2 separate regions of the Triticum aestivum genome follow, and region 1 is linked to region 2. A link is a contact called in public Hi-C data. All regions are on one chromosome and are shown on one strand. The core of a region is the stretch at or near the end of the contact, and the rest is flanking DNA. Distances in the headings are between cores, read along the strand shown.

The links. Hi-C and Micro-C count contacts between places; a contact is called where the count stands out from the background.
Region 1: a Hi-C map of leaf shows a contact between it and region 2, with 4 times the contacts expected there. The contact joins the promoter of LOC123046231 here to the enhancer-like site in region 2. A contact is called at or near these places in 2 of 5 Hi-C or Micro-C datasets (both in leaf).

What each region holds. Positions count from the first base shown.
Region 1 is chr2B:598,753,042-598,757,134 of IWGSC CS RefSeq v2.1, forward strand. LOC123046231 (brassinosteroid-responsive RING protein 1) reads left to right here and starts at 1,562. Exons shown (of 1, transcript XM_044469535.1): 1 at 1,562-2,555. The coding sequence starts at 1,702. The coding sequence ends at 2,307.
Region 2 is chr2B:598,426,719-598,430,445 of IWGSC CS RefSeq v2.1, forward strand. No RefSeq gene overlaps it. Among protein-coding and RNA genes, the nearest start is that of LOC123046231, 330 kb to the right of the region's middle. Within about 2 kb of position 1,988, at least 4 of the 8 cell types and tissues checked have an H3K27ac peak or open chromatin away from gene starts, as enhancers often do. A contact at or near this core is called in leaf, where this site is marked.

The sequences.
Region 1 (4,093 bases), core at 312-2,811, 330 kb after region 2:
CTCATAGACATTGCCCCTCATCCTATTCTTGTCACTACCGGAGCACACCATGACACTTGCCATCCGCGGACGTGAACAAGATGTTGTCAACTCCGGTAGTAAAAACAATAGACGAGGGGTAATGTCTAGGATGTTGGTGGCATCTAAAAGAGTACATGTATGCAATTAATTGGAAAAACTCTCACCGGTGTGATGTAGTCTTGCAGTGGTCAGTGCTGATTGATATACGGAATTCGTCCTCCATAGTGAATGGTTCAAGTTGTTCTTCATCTGAAGGGATTCTACTCGTCTATGAGATCCTCGTGACATGAAGATTTGATCGGGAGGAGCTGTGGTTGATAAAATAGGGTGGATGTCCACTCCTCGCGAGTTACACGCAACGAAACCCATCCTTGGGCCTTCATGGGGAGGAAGGCTCACTCCTCGGCCTTGCTGAGAACAAAGAGTGGTCTTCAACACAAAGAAGGACAAAAAGGGCCTCTTCGGCTCACATGAAGACGAATAGTCACTCTTCGGCCCAGCAGAGCACGATTGGGTCTAAATTTTACTAAATCGGCACTAAAGTCTTGAAATTTCGTAAAACAAAATAAGACTCACTTCGATCCATATTAATTGACGTTGTTTTAGTACAACTTTGTTGCGTTCATTAGTATGGGATCAGTGGGGTATTAGTTTTCTCGATACAATTAATCTCGGCCATCAAATAAGGTCAATTCAACGACTCGGGTTGCCCACATGATGATCGCTCAATATATTTTTGCATGCAGTCAATGTCATTCAAAATATCAATGCCAACGATTTTTTGAGAATCTATCAATGCCCGCGCTAATTATATAATTAGCGCATAAATAATAACCCACCTAATATCCGTGTGCAACTAATGTACTCCCTAATATTTTTTTAGAATGCCAGCGATTTTTGTAGAATCTATCAATGCCATTTAATATAATTCAAAATATCAATGTCGGCGATTTTTTGAGAATCTATCAATGCGTAAATAATATCCAAAATATCCGTGTGCAACTAATATACACTGCCTAATCTTAACACCATGCATTATTACTACTAGTAATTTTGAAATAATATCTGTTTTCTACTATGCACCCTATGCATCTAGTCGGAAAGAGCAGTAAGGATCAACGTGTGCATCTACGGTACGGATACATGCACCGGGGTTGGGATGAACGGTGCACGCACCCGTACGCGCGCCCGTTTCCGTTGCCAACGTGCAGTGCACCGACCGTTGAGGGCACACCAGTTGGGGGATCAGGAGGCGGGCGGACCACCCGCGCGTCAGACGGGCCACGCGCGCGGGGGGTCGCGGTGACACCCGGCCCGGCGGCGGGCGGGCAGGCGGGCGGGCCAGTCAGTCACACCGACTCGCGGGGCTGGCTTGGACTGGGAGTCGGTCATCGGGTCAGGGTCGCGCGCACGACACACCGGTGACACCGCGCCACCCAACCCCAACCGGACGCACGCTACGGTACGCTAGCGCTGCCACCCCCACCCAGGCGGATCCTTCCCCGCCCCGCTCCTTCGCTTTTATATAAGCCACCCTCGCCTCGTCTCGGCCTCCCCACGCCTGCCACCACCACCACCACCACACCATCGTCCTCACACTTGCCTCTCATCCTCCCTGCCCTGCCGAGACTGCAGCAGTCAGCCGGCGGCGCGGACGTCTCTCCTTGGCAAGCGACAGGCATGGGCTTCCCGGTCGGCTACTCCGAGCTGCTGCTCCCCAAGCAGCTGCTCCACCTCCTCCTCCTGCTCGGCTACCTCCGCCGCTTCCTCCTCTGGGCCTTCGACGCCGTCGGCCTCGGCGACCTGCTGGATCTCGGGGACGAGCACCTGGCGCAGGAGCACGCGCGCGGCGACCACGGCGCCGCGGAGGCGCTGCTGCAGCACCGCCGGCCCGAGTTCCGGCCCGTGACGGCCATGGTCATCGAGGAGGTGCTCCCCGTGGTGCGGTTCGACGAGCTGGAGGCCGCGGCGTGCGTCGACGGGGACTGCGCCGTGTGCCTCAGCGGCATCGGCGGTGGCGACGAGGTGCGGCGGCTCAGCAACTGCCGCCACGCCTTCCACAGGGGGTGCCTGGACCGCTGGATGGAGCACGACCAGCGCACCTGCCCGCTCTGCCGCGCCCCGCTCATCCCCGACGAGATGGCCGGCGCGCTCTGGGCCACCGCCGCCGGCGTGCCCGACGCCTCCGACTTCGACTTCTTCTACCTGGGCGCCTCGGCGCCCACCACCCCGACGCTGCTGCGGCCGCACGAGCTGCTGCTCACCGGCCTCGGCGGCTACCAGTGAGCCCCCGATTCGGTCCAGGCAACTGGCCGCCGCCGTCCAGAATGCGCAATTTTACAGGACTGAATTGGTCTCCGCGTCCGGACGCCGGCGAGCTGCCTGGCCCAGGCCGTGTACATAGGGCGAAATGAGTAAAGTAACCGCCCCGAAAAGGGCTAGGAGATTAGATTCTTGTTATGTATAGCTAGATTCCATCTTCCAAGTTTGCGGAGCTGTGGATCTTTCTGCTGGCAATTAAATTTGTTGAGTTAGGCGTTCCGCGTGCAAAATTTCTGTCCCTTTGCTCCTTCTCTTTCCCGTGTTGGTCAGGCCGTTCAGCCGCTTGGCTTTTCGGTACATATACTAGTAGTACAGATTTAGAAAGGCTTCATCAACTTCCCCCGCTGAGCGTACAAATTTAGGAAGGATTTTACATCAGCCGAGGATTTCTGAAACCATATGCATCCTGGCAAGTGGCAGGAAATTTAGGCTCCGACAGTACAGCCGCAGCCTTCCCTTGATTGGATCTACTAGTAGTACCGTTGTTATTGCTACAACTGCTGACACTGAAACCCATGCAGTAGGGCAGTGGAAGAATGTTCTGGAATGGTAGTAAATTAGAGAGTTAATACCACAATTGGTACATAAACTTGTAGGGGTGGGAACAGATTTATACAAAAACTAAGAAACCCCACAAAACTGCTCCTCCAACTTGTCTGCTCTAACAAAATCATACAAAAACACCCTGAGCTGCACACGTGGCGCGCCAGGTAGGCTCTGTTGGGCCCGGACCGCGTTTTTGCACAAACCCCCTCGCCTTCTTCCACATTTGCACATGAGCCGTTGCTTCTGTTTTATAGTAACCCCCAGTCGACGCCCCCGATGCAAACCCCTATCAAAACCTTGCCTTTCCCCTGTTCCTCCTCCTTGCCTTTCCTTTGTTCCTCCTCCTCGACGTTTTCAAGGCGAGGCGGCGACGCGGCCGTGGAGCTCATCGCCGACGAGAGAGGGCGCCATGGAGCCGCGGCGAAGGGAACCCGGCGAGTTCCCTCCTGAATATGGTAAGCTTCCCCTGTTCCTACATTCCCCTGTTCGTTTGCTTCCCCTGTTCCTATGTTCGTCCCATGGTTAGGTTTTCTTGTGCATATCACATGGCGGCCAAGATCAGTAGGGTTTCTTGTGCTACTTGGTCTCAATTTCGGGATCGATTTGGTCAGTAGGGTTTCTGCGCGCGTCCGTACAATATTTGGCCAAGAGGGTTTCTGTGATGCTGATGGGGTTTTGGGTGGTGTGGTATGGGAAAGATTATGGCTAGTGTTAGGGGAGTTCTAGATGTGATTCTGACTGCTGCCTTACAGGGGAAGGTTGTAGTTTGGACTACTGCCATGTGCTGATGTGATTTTTGTGGCTGCTGCCCTACAAAGGAAAATTGCAGAGATAATATTGATGTGTTGTTCATAATTACAGGCTACAACACCATACAATAGTGCAGAGAAGCAGACCAAACATGCTAACCAAATTTCCCTCCTATCCCTAGTCCTGATCTCCTTCTTGTGCTTCATGATCATGGCCTTCCTCTCTTCCTTCAGCCTCATAATTCCAGCATCCTTGTCAAAGACAAATTTCTGAAGAGCCACATTCTCTTCAGCAAGTTTGCCAATCACCTGCCTAGGCCTCCCTTGCCATTCTTTGTCCACCCACTTCAGATAAGCACATGTATCATAACCCTGCAAAACACATAATACCAATTTGTTCAGTACAACAATTTGTTCAGTGCAACCTATAAACCCTGAAGATAAACAACACACCT
Region 2 (3,727 bases), core at 738-3,237:
ACCCGTGATATTTTTTGAAAGTCAGGAAATTGTTTGAAATACCCAAACAAAAACAGAAGGCACCTCGCCCCCACATGCGCCGGTCTGCGCTCAGCCGTTTTCCGCCGCGCAGCTAGCCGAACAGGAGGTCCCTTGGTGGTGTGTATGTGCGTCTGCTCTCACACGCACCAATTAGCATTTGGGACATTAATATTGTGAAGTTGTAATGGCCTGGGTTAGACGCCGGAAGGGAGAACATGGGCTGTCGGAGATGAAATTCGTTTCTTTTAGGGAAAGCCGTCGGATCAAACAACACACACCACCTTCACCTTGCAGTTGCGGCAATTTGTAGAAGCAACGATGGCTCTTTTTCAGGTGCATCAACGATTGTATTCACAAACCAAGGCGATTCGGCTACTCTCGAAGCAATGGCGATCAGGGAAGGTCTTGCGTTAGCCCAAGACTTGAATGTGCACCGATTACATCTAGCGTCGGATTGCCAGGGTGTGGTGGCAGAGATCAAATCTGGGAGTGGATCGGCTTATGGTGCTATCATAGAGGAAATTATGTTATCTATTACTTTTTTTATTTCATGTAACGTAATTCATGAGTTTAGGAGCTCCAACAAGGAGGCTCACAATCTAGCGAAGCAGCATTAAGATTAGGGCCTGGACGTCATGTATGGCTAGGCCATCAGGAAGGTCTTTACTTCGTCCCTGTAAACATTGTGACGGGTTGAATAAAAGCTTCGCGAGATTGCCTAAAAAAAACTCCACCTGCTTGTTTGGAAGTCCCGCTAAAAAAACCTCGATCTATCTTAGGAAAAACACTTTTTTGGACCCTACTATCAGTGTTTGCGATTCAAGCGGCGCTACACCCATCGACCACCTAAGCTGCACATCCACTGTTTTACCAGGGCCTACGCAACATGCCCTTGCTAATAATCTGTCAGTTAAGCAGGCAATCAAATCCATAATGCCACGACCTGATAAGTTTGGCCACATGTACGTAAATGACAGCAGTTAGAGGCTGTCCCACAAGATAAGGTAAAGCCTTTCCTCTCACGACAACCAAACTGTTTTCTTATCTTTTTCGGACAGCTTGCACTAGCGCGTGCAGCCATGAAAAGTCATTACCGATACCAACTTATCCTGACTAGGGCGTAGTCCAATCTAAATCTAATGACTAAAGTAGATGTAGCCCGTACGGGCACTGAAATCCAAAGTTGCAAGCTGGATAAAGCAGGATCTGGCGCACCGACAGGGAGAATCTACTGTTGTTACTTGCCAAGCAAACTTGCTCAGATAAAGACGTCGTCGTGGAAGCTCATACGGGCACGTACTCCATCATCACTGCTGCTGCATCGATATCACATGAGTGTGGCTTTCGGGTGTGCGCCGACACACAGGCAGAGACAGATTGGTGTTTAGCCGAATGCTCAATGCTGGAGTTGGAAGCGAAGATGCTAGTACAATAAAATATGCGGAGCATCTTACACGTATTAGGGTGCAGTATCAAAGTACAGATCCAGCTCGATCTCGTAGCTCCAAGGGAATAGGACGCGCCACTCCCAGTAACTGTCAAAGAATAATACTGGAACAGACTTCAAATTTTCTGCATGATGATTACTCACGCCAGCCAGGAAGCCGGAAGCATATTCGGAATGGGATTTCCTGTTTGCGTACGTACCATTCCGCAGTATTTCGAACAGCACAGACCAGAACAGCATTTGGTCTGCACGAACGAAGATGGCCCTCCCGTTCGCGGTCGAAATCCACCGGGTTTTTCAGGTAATTTACACGGGCGGCCGGGGGGCACCGGCAAGACAAGGTCCCTTTCTGATCGCCGTTGGTGATCAACTTGGCGCCTTATCCGATGGGTGACCGCTGCGGGCAGGGCACCGGACGACGGCGACCGGAGGTGGGTGGGCGGCCAGCTCTCCGGCTCCGGGGCAACCCACCAGGCTCGGCCCGGCCGGCCACGTACGGTCGCTGTCCCCGCCGGCTGATCCTGCGTCACTAGCGCGCAAGCTCACTCCCCGCTGCCCGTCTCAGCCCCCTGCCCGGCACCCGTCCGACCATCTGATGCGTGCGTGTGTGGACGTGGTTAGACCTACCGCTACCGGCCCTCCTTGGATCGTTCGGGGATTCCATGCACGGGACAACCGACAGGTCCGATCGTGCTGTACTTTGGGCGCGGTAGGGGGGCGCCTCCCCGTCGCTGGGAGGGCCAGCCGCAGTGGGTGCCAGCCAAGGGTGAAGGGTTCAGAACTTCAGATAATAGCGCGCGGGTACGTGCCGTTGGCGGCATCCGCGACGGTCCATGTGGGCGCATCTCGGCGCGCGATCCGCCGGCTGGGCGGGCGTCCTTGAATATTACTTGCATCCGTCCGGCCTCCGGCAGCACGAACATGCCATGTTATATTCGAAATTCCAAGAGCTTTGAGGTGGTAGTAATGTCCCATCAGAAAATTCAGGATTAAGTACAGCTGGGCCGAAATTTTTAGATGCTCGCTGCTCAACGTAAATTACTTGGGAGGCCTTGCTTGCTCATCCCATCCCAGGCCAGAAGGTTGATCAGTTCCATCCAGGTAGATAGTTACATCATCATCTATCAACGTCTCGGGTCACATCGTGCATGGGCTGCACGCACGGGCGCCACTATTATTAAACAATCGCCGGACTGCGCGTCGGGTTAGGTGGCATGTTTAGTCGGGACGTCCGGCCAAGACGCTGTGGGACAGCGAAGCTCTCGGCGACAAAAGGAAGCCACAACTACAAAGTTTAGGTTAATCACTTAATCGGCGTCAACACAAACACAAAGGAGTGGCCTGATTTTCTTTTACATACATCGGTTTCTATCTAGAGTCGTTATACGCCGATCGATTGTAACGTTCTTGGAAAAGTACCGTCGTTTTTCCCACTCTCAGAGGACGACAAGATATTTCTGAAAAACAAAGATGACAAAATAACTTGCCAGTGGACGAAACGGCAGCATGATGCTACAAATTTGTCACCGCCACCAGTATATACAACATTCGAATGTCTAAGTTAACTGAGCAATGCAGGCCTTCAGTAAGTAACAATTATCGGCCTTGTCCAACTCCAAAACAAAAGAAGGTCTTGTCGTTAGCCCTGCATATCTTGAAGTTATCTCATGGAAATGGAATAATCAAGATGGCCCCTGGATCCTAAGAATCCATTCTGTAATCAAGGCACATCTGTCTATACTAATTGCGGTGGTTGATTTGCTTATAATGTAGTACACGAAAGAAGATTGCCACGATCTGATTTCATGTGCCACCACAAACAAACATTTTGTCTGTTGTGTATAAGGATCAAGGAGAATCCCAATGCCAGCGAAACATAGCTTAGTTATTCGTTCACGGCAATGCTGTCCTTAAAAATACCCCTTCCTTTTTCTTTACTCTCAATATTAGCTTTGTCCTAAATCAAATCTTGTAACTTTATCCAAGTTTCACATATACAATGCCAAATTAATATCACTATATTCGCCACTGAATATAGTTTCATATTATATATATTGGTTATTATAAATATTCATTCCGGTATTTATAAACTTGGTCAAAAAATTTCAATATCGACTTAGGACAAAGTTAATATGCAAAGTAAATAAAAACAAAGTGTTGCACCTGAATCGCTTTGTGCAAGACTACTACGGGCTAAATATTATCCAAATGGGAATCTACTGGATACAGTTTTCCCGAGTAACTCGTCAGCAGTTTGGA